Regions from separate parts of the Hordeum vulgare genome. Here region 2 is linked to region 1. Evidence: chromatin contacts called from public Hi-C data. All regions are on one chromosome and are shown on one strand. Each heading gives the region's core, a stretch centred on a gene start, on an enhancer-like site or on the middle of the called end of the contact. The rest is flanking DNA. Distances are from core to core; before and after follow the strand shown. Region 1 holds the start of LOC123445416. Region 2 holds the start of LOC123445417 (nascent polypeptide-associated complex subunit alpha-like protein 1).

The links. Hi-C and Micro-C count contacts between places; a contact is called where the count stands out from the background.
Region 2: a contact with region 1 is called in a Hi-C map of seedling, with 4 times the contacts expected there. The contact joins the promoter of LOC123445417 here to the promoter of LOC123445416 in region 1. A contact is called at or near these places in 4 of 6 Hi-C or Micro-C datasets (leaf and seedling).

The regions. Positions count from the first base shown.
Region 1 is chr3H:590,115,761-590,122,068 of MorexV3_pseudomolecules_assembly, reverse strand. It overlaps LOC123445416, which reads left to right and starts at 1,893. Exons shown (of 5, transcript XM_045122402.1): 1 at 1,893-2,455; 2 at 3,249-3,358; 3 at 3,441-3,812; 4 at 4,608-5,292; 5 at 6,032-6,308. The coding sequence starts at 2,227. The coding sequence ends at 6,108.
Region 2 is chr3H:590,288,798-590,294,806 of MorexV3_pseudomolecules_assembly, reverse strand. LOC123445417 (nascent polypeptide-associated complex subunit alpha-like protein 1) reads right to left here and starts at 2,324. Exons shown (of 4, transcript XM_045122403.1): 1 at 2,113-2,324; 2 at 806-893. The coding sequence starts at 2,175.

The sequences.
Region 1 (6,308 bases), core at 644-3,143:
ACTACTTCTTTGTCCAAATACTACGATGGAATGCAAGAACAATGGCATGCACATTAAGTCGATAGCCACACGCCACCTAACATCACCCACACCACTCACAACTCAAAGTAATCACAAATCCATCGACCAAACCAGATCCTCCTTCCTACTCCTTACAACTTTGCCCAATCCAAAATTCAAATTCTCCAAAGTTCAACCATTTGCAACCAAAAACCCAGATCAAGCAGAAGAAACAAAACGAATCCAACCAAAACCTATAGGGGTCAAAGCTCTCGAGAGAAGAAAATCACCAAAAGAGCAAACAATTAGCCCACTCTAACACCGGCACAAAGCAAATGATAACCCGAGCAGATCGTTCCTTTGCCCACTAGTCAGGCCCCACTAAGATAAGCCACATCAAACTGGAGAGTATTACCATTAGCTCGTCCACCAACGAGTACAGTCTCAAGTACGAAGTAGGCTGAATGACTTGGTCACAACATTAATAGATGGATAGCTAATGCACTTACTCCCTCCGTCCCGGTGTATAAGTCATTCGCGTAGTTCTAGATCGTTGTTTGATGAATTAAATATGTGTTATATGTCATGAAAAGTATATCACTAGATTTTTACGCGGATGTAGTTTTTAAATATATATTTTTTATCACATACGATACATGTTTAGATAGTTAAATTGTCAACCTAGAACTACGCGAATGACTTATACACCGGGACGGAGGTAGTACCAAGCTTCCTTGGTGTTAGCATGACCGCCCCATATATATAAAAGGTACACTCCTCTCGGGTGTCTACTTGTAGCCTCTTACTATGTTACAAGATAGTACTAGCAGCCACACAAACACATATATGGTCGAGGCGCTCAAGCTAGAGAGCACTGAAGTTAAAACAATGGGGTCGAGTCAATTGATCCGTTACGAAATAAGAATAGGAGGCATATGAAAACACATCGTCTCGGAAAAATCGTATGAGGAATAGCCACTGTCAAGGTGCAAGTATTAGCCTGGAGGGAAGGCGGGCGCGACACTAATGTACTCACGAATGAAGAGAAGATGGGGATCTGCCGAGAGTACTCCCGAGCGAAAGAGTGGCACGCAGAAATAAAAAAGGAGGTGATATGCATTTCACTTTGTCAAAACAATCCGCACTTGCGTCGGAATATGGACCCTTCAATACGGGAAAATCAAAAAAGAGGCAAGATGCATTTCACTTTGTAAAAAAAATCGCACTTTCCTTCGAATATGGATCCTTTTTTGATAAAGATAAACATGTCTTCTTCTCCGTTTGTCATTGTCGATACTTTTTTCACCAAATGCCCAATGGCATGAAGGGCTAGTGACATTATCCGTCTGAACCCCTGCCAACCCTTGGAGGTACCGGCCAGAAATGCCAAAGCCTCGTCGCCCGCCCCCTCCTTCTCCGACCTTTCATCTATATTTCTACGATTTCTCAAAAAGAAAAATCTAAATTTATATATTGGTCGCACGTTAAGAACACCCACGACAAATCTAAATTTCTTGGTCTAAAAACTGTGATGCTACCATGGAATGTAAGAACAGTGGCATGCACGTTAAGTCGACAGCCACACTGCACCTAAACATCGTCCACATCCCTCACACGTCAAATGAGCACAACTCCATCGACCACACAAGATCCATCATCCTCCCCACACCTCCTCTATAACACCTCCTCTATAGGGATTCAAATTCTGCAACCCAAACCATCCGCAGCGGAAACCCCAGAAGGAAACAAAACGGAGGCAACCAAAAACCGGGCTACAAAAGCCCACCACACAAGAAAAGCACCTCCAAAAGCGCGCACGATTACAATTACAATTACAATTACAATTAGCCGGCGCAAAGCACACTGATAACAATCCGATCCGATCGCCCCGCTTTGGGCACCACTAGTCACGCCCCACTGAGCTGAGCTAACCCGCAGCTCACCGTACCGTAGCGAGCGAGGGAGTAAAGTCGCTCGCCCACCAGCAGCAGCAGCAGCAGCAGCAGCGCTCCTCTCCTCCGATTCACCTCGCCCCGCTGCGGTTTACCTCTCACTTTCTCCCACCTTCCTCGCCCACCATCCCATCGCCTCCTCCTTAAGCAACCCAGCGACGGCCGCCGCGGACCAGGCAGCAGCCAACCACCGAGGCACCCGGCAGGCAATGTCCCTCCTCTCGTCGGCGAGGGCGGCGGCGGGCGGCGATGCGTGAGATCGCGCCACGGGCGGATGGGGAAGGAGGCCGGGGACCAGCGCCAGCGCCCGCCCGACGGGGGCGACGGCGGAGGCGGCGCCCAAGGTAGCGGCCGCTGCGGGGGGAAAGGGGCGGTGCGGCTGCAATGCGTGGCGGCGCTCGTGCTCGGCGCGGCCGTGCTGCTCTCCGCGCTCTTCTGGCTGCCGCCCTTCGCCACGGGCCGCGGCGGGAGGGGGCGCGCCGACGCGCCGGATCTCTTCGCAGGTGACTCGCTGTCCGGATCCACCGGCATTGCCAGATCTCGCCGACGCTAGTGGATCTGGCTGTACGGACCGCTGTCGGTGGGGATTTTCGAATCGATCCGCCGTGGGGGAAAACTACTCCGCTCACCGCTACCGTCACCTGTTAGCCTCGCCTGCTAGTTCTGGTCGCGTGCGGTGCGGCTGCTTGCTTGATCCCCGCTGCTTAGGCGTCTGTCGGTGCTACTTTCGGAAATTGACTAGGCTGCCTGAGATGAGTTTGCTACGCTCGGTATGGATGGTTGACGCCCAAACGCTTCGACCGACCGATCCGGTTTGATGCCAGTGATGTAGTACTGGTTTTGATTTTGCGTGCTTGTCCACCGTGATTTTGTACCCTTGTTAGTCGACATAGTTGTTTTTTCATCTGGCTGTAGAATTATCAGCGGTGAAAGCTACTTGAGCTGCTAAAAGTGATGGAGTTGCTGTCACTTCCTGTTTCGTGCTGTTGCAACAGCTGTTACAAAGGATTGAGCAGTAATTTTAGGTGTTATCTATTCCCAAATGATGCGTGTCTGTCCATGAATTTTAGGTATTATTGATTCCCAAACGATGTATGTATCCTTTTCAACTGTCTAAAGCAAGAACTTTGAGCATAATTTACTAGAGTATCACTATTGGAGCTTTGCGGTTTCCAGTTTTTACAAATTAGTTTAGGCAATTGCGTCGATCACCGTTCTTTGTTTTATCGTGTATAAGAGTACTATACTAGATCTATTGTTGTATACCATGTGTCTGATGAAACTATGTTTTTCCAGGTGATATAGTGGCAAGTTTTAGGCTGCAGAAGAATGTTTCCGAGCTCACAGGAAACATGTCTAAGCTCGCATTGGACATCTATGCGGAAGTCGGCGTCCCTAACTCCATTGTATGCCCCACCACATCTTTTATTTCACTTCTGTTGATGTCTTCTTCCACGAGGGTTGACTGATGCTTGAATGCATACACAGGTGGTTGTGGATTTCCTACATCCATTAGGTGGATCGAACTGGACAAATGTCATCTTCAGCATTGTGCCCTATCCAAAGAACTTGACTATATCATCAACATGGTTGAGCATTATTAGGGCATCTTTTATGTCCTTGGTTGTGCGGCAGTCAACACTCCACTTGACCAAGTCCCTGTTTGGGAATTCATCATCCTTTGAAGTGCTTAAATTCCCTGGAGGAATAACAATAATTCCTCCGCAACACGCTTTTCCTCCTGAAACACTCCATGCAACTTTTAATTTTACTCTGAATTTCCCAATCTACAAAGTGCAAGACAGAACTGATGAATTAAAGGATCAAATGAAGACAGGACTACTACTCAATTCTAATGAGGTTAGTGCTTGCTTCTGGTCCTGTTCCTTCTCTGTCCATCACAATCCTTGTTTTGTTTTTTTCTGAAGGATTTAGGTATTTGCTTGTTTCTTTATGTAGTTCTTGCATTTACATCTGTTTATAATACAATCCACGCATACAACATTTTAGATGTGTGATATCTTGCATTCTGTTTTTGATTTCTCGGATCATGCAAGGACATTGGTATCTTTTGCTCATATTACTTTGCAGAGCATGCGTGCAAATGTAGTCACATGAGTATGAGAGCGCTTTCATGCAGTAGAACTATAGGGTTGTGCGATATACTCCCTCCGTTCCTAAATATAAGTCTTTTTAGAGATTCCACTAATTGACTACATACGGATGTATATAGACATATTTTAGATTATAGATTCACTCATTTTACTCCGTATGTAGACTCCTAGTGGAATCTCTTAAAAGACTTATATTTAGGAACGGAGGGAGTATTTATCATCCCAAAGTATTTAGCAAGCTTCACGTGATTTGAAAACTGGTTGTTATGCTTAGTTCTGTACCATAGTGTTCTAAAAAACACATGCTAGCAAGTCTATGTTTCTGAGCTTAACACAAGTTATCTCATTGTCTAATCTTCGAATGCATTTCTCCCATTCTTTTGTCCCATTCTAGTAGACAGAATCTGGAAAAAAGAATAGAGCTGGGAGCCTGGGGCATCTATTTATATCAGAAGTTTTATTGTGCAAAAAGTTGGTGTGTGGTAACTTACATTACCTGCTTTTTCTTCCTCAATTGAATTTGTGATATTGTGCATTGCAGAATCTTTATATCAAATTGGGGAATTTGAATGGATCAACAATTCTTCCTCCAACTATTGTTGAGACCTACATTGTTCGTGTTGTTGGGAATCACCAGCCATCTGTACCAAGGATGAAGCAGTTGGCCCAAACAATTACTAATTCATCTAAAGGGAACCTTGGTCTGAACCATACCGTATTTGGCAGAGTAAAGCAGATAAGCCTTTCCTCCTATCTTAATCGTTCTTTACATAGCAGAGGCAGTTCTGATGCACCTAGTCAAGCACCAATCCAACATCATGGTCATCATGGCCATCATCACCATCACCATGGTCATGAAAGCAACAGGCATTTGGCTCCTGCTCCTGTCCCGATACATACACCCAGATATGTTGCTCCACCTCCATCTGGATGTCCATATGGCAACAAGGCAAAGAACAGGGTTCCTGTGGCGCCAGCTGCCGAGCCTGTAGCCAATGATCACCGTTCTACTCATCCTGCCGCTTCACCACCTCACCCATTATCACCTTCTGTTCGTCATCCTCCACGTGATCCTAATATGCACAGTAGATCTCCCGTTCCGTCCCCTCCAGTTCTTCCGGAGCCGCCTTTGCCCACTGTTTCTTTTAGTCATGCACACCCTCCAAGTGAGCGTGCAACAGGAACCCGTCCTGCTGGAATGTCTGTGGCCCCTGCACCACATTCATGTGAGTTCTTTTCCCCGCTTTATTTTCCCGTAATTGTCTGTGATTTTTATTTCTAAAAGACTCGTTGTAAAGTACAGGCAAAGCAAGTAAAACATTGTCTAAATGCATAACTATTTGGCCGATACATACTCGGAGGAGGATATTGACGCTTCATCCAAGTTTTAGTTCTAGTCATATTTTCTGCTCCTGTGGATAATACAAAAATCCTCTTCATTTGGTTGGTAACTTATCAGTATTGATCTTAGTGCCCAACTGATAAGTTGGATCAATTTTTCCCAAGGCTTTCTTTCTGTTGATATATTCCTCGCTCGTTTGTACTCTGTTAGGTAATTTGAGTTCCAAGATGAGCTCACAATTTGTTGAGATGAATTTAATGATTTCATGATAACCTACAGCAAAGATAACAGTCCAATTGAACAATTTTCTAGATTTCGGCTTTCCATTTGTAATGTCTGCACATTTTGAAGTCTGTTTGACCTACTATGCCATTTATGGTTAGCTTCTTTAGTAAGTTTATTAATGGGTATTTTTCTTGGATAGCTATGGATGGGTACTTTGTATCCAGCTATTGATAATTCTGTTAAGATGCCACTGTCCTATCTAGCCTAGAGTATATTTTCCGGCCGATCAAGCAGTCTTTTGTTTCTTGCATGTCTACCTCATGTAACATTTTGTTCTTCGAAGAAATGATGTCCTGGCTTTCACTAACTATCGTGCTCCATTGACCTACACTCTGCAGCTAATGCTAGCCGGAGGCTCTCCTGTCAATGGATCCTGGTACCCCTCATATGTACCCTGCTTTGGAGCCTACTATGACAGAGGAGAACCCGCGGCTAACCAGATGATTCGAAATAGAGATTTTCCAAGTTAGAGGACAAGGCGCCTCTTGGTATTCTTCTTTTCCAGTTTACTACAGCCGGCCGGGCGGGTGGTGAAGCACAAGGCAGCACCCTCCCTTGCCTCAGGCACGCTGTTGTTTGTTATACTTGTTAGTGGGATGTAAATATGGATGGGTA
Region 2 (6,009 bases), core at 1,075-3,574, 170 kb before region 1:
AGAAAACGTGACTGATCATGTCTTCTTGGTATCCTTTATCAAGTTTTAATTTTTGAACAAGATATCCCTGTTAGGGTAAGGTAGGTACAAAGGATTAGCTACTCGCATAATGGTTAATGGAAATTCCAGCATCACTTCATACTAAATCCATTGAAATGGATCACCGACCAAGATTATACTTGCAAAAGCAAGATTTTACATTCGCGATTTGCTTCTATCAAACTAAATGCTATAGCTGAACATTCATGTACATGTTAATGCAGGTTGAAATTGATACAAGGTGCCACCTCAGTACAGAGGTGAATATTATATACAAATGGCAGGCAGTACAGAAAACTAAAAGTAGTGTAAATAAGCAGTGCTGAATAATTCAGGAATAAGTGAATATGAATACATAATACGGTTCCAAAGAATTGAGAACAGAAACCAGAAAGGTATAGCAATGGTACGGAAAGAACAGACTATTAGAGAGTACAAACTGGTCAGTGTCTAATTTTTAAAAATAAAAACAGGTCAAAGTGAACCAAAATAGGTAAATACGGAGTTTGTATCATTGAGGAACAGATCAGATAACAATTTCCTAATTATCTCAATGCCAGAATCTAGCCCAATAAAAACAAAATAATCCATTGATTCAGGAGTTGAATAAGCAACGTTTAATTTATAATTTGGGTATGGGCAATAACTTAACTTGTTTAAATTTATTGTTGGAACTTAGAAGGCAGCATTACAAAAAGAAATAGGCTTATCTGTAACTAAATGGCTATTTGAACTGAACAGAGGGAGCTAGAGAATTTCATCATACCCTCAACGTCATCGTCATCTTTTTCATCCTCATCCTCATCATCGTCTTCATCGTCGTCATCATCATCCTCAATGATAGGCTCATCTCCCTGGGAGTATGCATTAGAAATGTCATATTACTTGAACATCATAACTATTAAGCACTAAGCAGCACTGCCTCCGAACAGGGGACATGCAGAGGGGGGGAAGCAGAGTTAGCCATATGCAGAAATGAAACAACGGTAAATAGTCTACCCACAGTTATTATCCTTCCAGCATGAAGATGTGAGTACATACATACTAAGTAGCATCAGCACAAGATAAACAGAAATGAGACTCCAAAAGCAAAAAATGTAGAGTATGTACATAACAAGGAACAGTTGTCTGCATTGACAACAGAAGCTATGCTCACAAAATTATATTGTTGGTACAGGACAAGATGCCATGCATCACATAAGCACACACAATTACACACATGATACATAGATCACAACTGACTTTCAAAGCTAATTAACAAACAGAAGGCACATTTCTACTGTAGCAACCACCAATGGTGACTGATTTATCAATGCTCGCTTGAAATTCCTCTCAGACTTGCATCCACAAGACAAAGCAGCAGCATTTCAGTTTGCGGCAGTACAGATCTCTCAGAAAGGGCAACCACAAACCCTAATTAACTTCAAAGCTAATTAAATACAAACATTATACTTCGGTCACAACTGACTTCCAAAGCTAATTAACAAATGCAGTCGCATTCCTACTGTAGCAACCACCAAAGGTGAGTGATTTATCCATGCTCGCTTAAAATTCCTCTGAGATTTGCATCCACAAGACAAAGCAGCAGCATTTCGATTTGCAGCAGTACAGTTCTGTCAGAAAGTGTAACCACAAACCGTACATACATAAGAGGGGCAACTGACAAACAAATCACAGACGGACCACAAGCCCCCTAACAGCAAAGACCAAAGGATATACTGGCATTACCAACCTCCTCTGAAACTGAACTCCTACTAGATGCACGAGCAAGCACGATTTCCTCACATGAATGAAGAGAAAAAATACCACGCCTTGAGCTATCATGGTGGAGGGTCATGGAGGGGCCCGAGGCCTCGCCCGCTCCCCCGCGAAAAATCAAACGCCCTACATGTGCCCTCAGGCTGCTGGCCACGACCTAGGCGACATGGACGGACGAGATCTAGCGCCCTAACGCCACCGCCGCAACGGGAACGCGCCGATCCGGGGGGCGAACAAGCACGAGGGGCGTGGATTTTTGGCCGACGCGGCACCGAATCGGAGGGAGAGGGTCGGAATGGAGGGAGGATCGATCACCTCGACGTCATGCTCCTCGAGCTGGGCGCGGAGCAGCTCCGCCTGCAGGTCGGCGGCCGTCATGGTCAGCGGGCGCGGCGCGGCGGGGCGGGGGTAAAACCCTAGCTAGGAGGGATTTGGGAGGAGCGAAGAGAGTGCGACGGGAGGAGGAAGAGAGGAGAGGAGAGGAGACCGACTCGTGTGGGGATTTTCTGCCCTCCGGTCGGTGGCCTTCCTCCGTGCCCGTGGGTGTAGACTGGGCCAAGACCGTGCCGTTTGGGCCGTAGGATACATGGGTCCAATCCTGCCCGATTATCAAATCATTTTTTCCCTTTGTCTAAAAAAATCAAATCGATTTTTCTCAAAAAATAAAATCAAAAAACAGAAAAAAAAAATCGACTTGCATACTGCCTCTTTTTTTTCTCTTCTCCACTGAAGAAAAGTACCTCTTCTTGTTCCGGAAAAAAAAAGGGACCTTGATGGTTTGACATTGTGTGACGACTGCTAAGATACCTCTACTGTTGGAAGGAAGTTGGTCGTTCGCTTCCTAGCCTCCAGGGTTCCGCCCCTCGCATCTCTCCTTTGCCACCGCCGACTTATTTTGCCTATCGGACCGCACTTTCTCGTTTTTTGTTTTTTTTTGTACCGGCTTTTCTGACTCCCGTTGACCGATCATCATGAGCTAGACATCATTTCCCACCTCTAAATCAACTAATAAATTGAACAATCTGAATGAAATCATAGCTTTCCTTTGCCGCATGATTGGCTCCTCCACGCCCTTCTCCTTCCTAACTGAAATCACTGGAGATGATCCCAAACGGGACTGAGGAGATGAGACCACACCTTGGAGAACACTTCAAGTCGGTGGCGCCCGGAAGTTCGGTACTCAATGACTTTGCAAAAACAGCGTCATCAAATGGTGAACACCGTGTGAGGGCCACACGCGGCCCTTGATTAGCATGTGTTGAACCATAACGTCTAGATGTGTTTTAGCAAATCCGTACAAAAAAACACTTTACACAAAATACGAAAAACTGTTAATCTTGCATATTACAAATGTTAAACATGCATATAAAATGTTTTTGATGTATACCAAAAATGTACAACCGTCGATAAAAAATAGTAGAAATGTTAGCCTTGTGTATGAAAAATGCAATCGTGTGTACGAAATAGGTTTATACATTGTACAAAATATGTTGGTATAATTCAAAAAATGGATTTGTACAATTAAAACAGTATGTTATATTTTTTTTAAATGTTCAGAAATTTCTTTCCTTTACATTACAAAGATGTTCACAAGTTTCATTTTCCCCGCAAAACAGAAACGTGTGAAAAATTTATTAAATGTAATGTTCTCAAGTTTCAAAATCGTGTTCGAGGAAGTTTTTAAAAAAATGTGTGTACAACATAAAAAATGTTTGCATAGTTCAGAAAAAATGGTATTATCATTAAAAAATGTTCCACCATGTATTAATAAAAACAGGTATTTGAAAACAAATGATTGAAATATTTTTATGGAAAAATGTTAAACATGTATTTGGAAAAATCTGAAACATTTATAAAAATGCTTTATACATATAAAAAATTGGCAACGTGTATGAAAAAAATGGACATCAAACGTACATTAGAAAGAAAGTTAATCACATATTTAAAAAATGTTAGACGTGGGTAAAGACCGAGAAAATGTAAAAGAAAAAATGTACGGTGTGTATGAAAAATATAGGCATGTGTTGGAAAAAGAAATATGAAGAAGAAGAAGAAGAAGAGGGAGAGGGGCTTCCATGTGGGTATATCTTGTTTGTGGAGTGTTACGTTCAAAGGATCGACTAGGAATCACAATTTTTTTTATGGTGCAAGTATAAAATAAGGAAGAAGTTAAAAGGAGAAGAATCCGTAAGGACTAAATTTATGAGAAATTAGTTAAATATGGTATATAAGAGCCTAAACCAGAAATAAAAAAGCTAAACCATAAAATTGTAAATAAGGAAGGAGAGATGCTCATGTGGCAAAATTGACAAAAATGACCCCTGGGGGGAAAGAACTCACGGAGTGACCCCTCGGGGAAAATATTTCACCCGCCTGACCCTTTTGTGTGGCGCCCGACAAGTAGGCGCCACACTACACTGTGTGACGCCTAGCCCTTCGGCGCCACACACCCCGACCACCTGGCAGGGAGGGCCCATCCCCCAGGTCGTGTGACGCCTAAGCCTCAGGCGTCACACATTGTAATGTGTGGCGCCTAACGCTTAGGCGCCACACATTGACTTAACTGGCCACGGGCCAGCCCCCTCCCCACCCCCTCCCCATTCCCCTCCCTCATTCAAACAGAAACTGCAACGGCGGCGGCTGGCTCTCTTCGAATCCCTAATCCCCTCCCCCATCTCCTTCAGATCTGGTGATTTCTTCCTTGGATTGATCCCCCTGTTGGAAATATGCCCTAGAGGCAATAATAAATTAGTTATTATTATATTTCTTAGTTCATGATAATCGTTTATTATCCATGCTATAATTGTATTGATTGGAAACACAATACTTGTGTGGATACATAGACAAAACACCGTCCCTAGTAAGCCTCTAGTTGACTAGCTCGTTGATCAAAGATGGTCAAGGTTTCCTGGCCATAGGCAAGTGTTGTCACTTGATAACTGGATCACGTCATTGGGAGAATCACGTGATGGACTAGACCCAAACTAATAGACGTAGCATGTTGATCGTGTCATTTTGTTGCTACTGTTTTCTGCGTGTCAAGTATTTATTCCTATGACCATGAGGTCATATAACTCACTGACACCGGAGGAATGCTTTGTGTGTATCAAACGTCGCAACGTAACTGGGTGACTATAAAGATGCTCTACAGGTATCTCCGAAGGTGTTAGTTGAGTTAGTATGGATCAAGACTGGGATTTGTCACTCCGTGTGACGGAGAGGTATCTCGGGGCCCACTCGGTAATGCAACATCACACACAAGCCTTGCAAGCAATGTAACTTAGTGTAAGTTGCGGGATCTTGTATTACGGAACGAGTAAAGAGACTTGCCGGTAAACGAGGTTGAAATAGGTATACGGATACTGACGATCGAATCTCGGGCAAGTAACATACCGAAGGACAAAGGGAATGACATACGGGATTATACGAATCCTTGGCACTGAGGTTCAAACGATAAGATCTTCGTAGAATATGTAGGATCCAATATGGGCATCCAGGTCCCGCTGTTGGATATTGACCGAGGAGTCTCTCGGGTCATGTCTACATAGTTCTCGAACCCGCAGGGTCTGCACACTTAAGGTTCGACGTTGTTTTATGCGTATTTGAGTTATATGGTTGGTTACCGAATGTTGTTCGGAGTCCCGGATGAGATCACGGACGTCATGAGGGTTTCCGGAATGGTCCGGAAACGAAGATTGATATATAGGATGGCCTCATTTGATTACCGGAAGGTTTTCGGAGTTACCGGGAATGTACCGGGAATGACGAATGGGTTCCGGGAGTTCACCGGAGGGGGCAACCCACTCCGGGGAAGCCCATAGGTATTTGGGGGGTCACACCAGCCCTTAGTGGGCTGGTGGGACAGCCCACCAATCCCCTATGCGCCAAGGAAGAAAAAATCAAAGGAAAGAAAAAAAAAGGGAGAAGTGGGAAGGGGGAAGGACTCCCTCCCACCAAACCAAGTAGGACTCGGTTTGGGGGGGGAGAGTCCTCCCCCCTGGCTCGGCCGACCCCTTGGGGATCCCTTGGACCCCAAGGCAAGGTTCCCCTCCCTCCTCCTATATATATGGGGCTTTTAGGGCAGATTTGAGACGACTTTCTCACGGCTGCCCGACCACATACCTCCATAGTTTTTCCTCTAGATCGCGTTTCTGCGGAGCTCGGGCGGAGCCCTGCTGAGACGAGATCATCACCAACCTCCGGAGCGTCGTC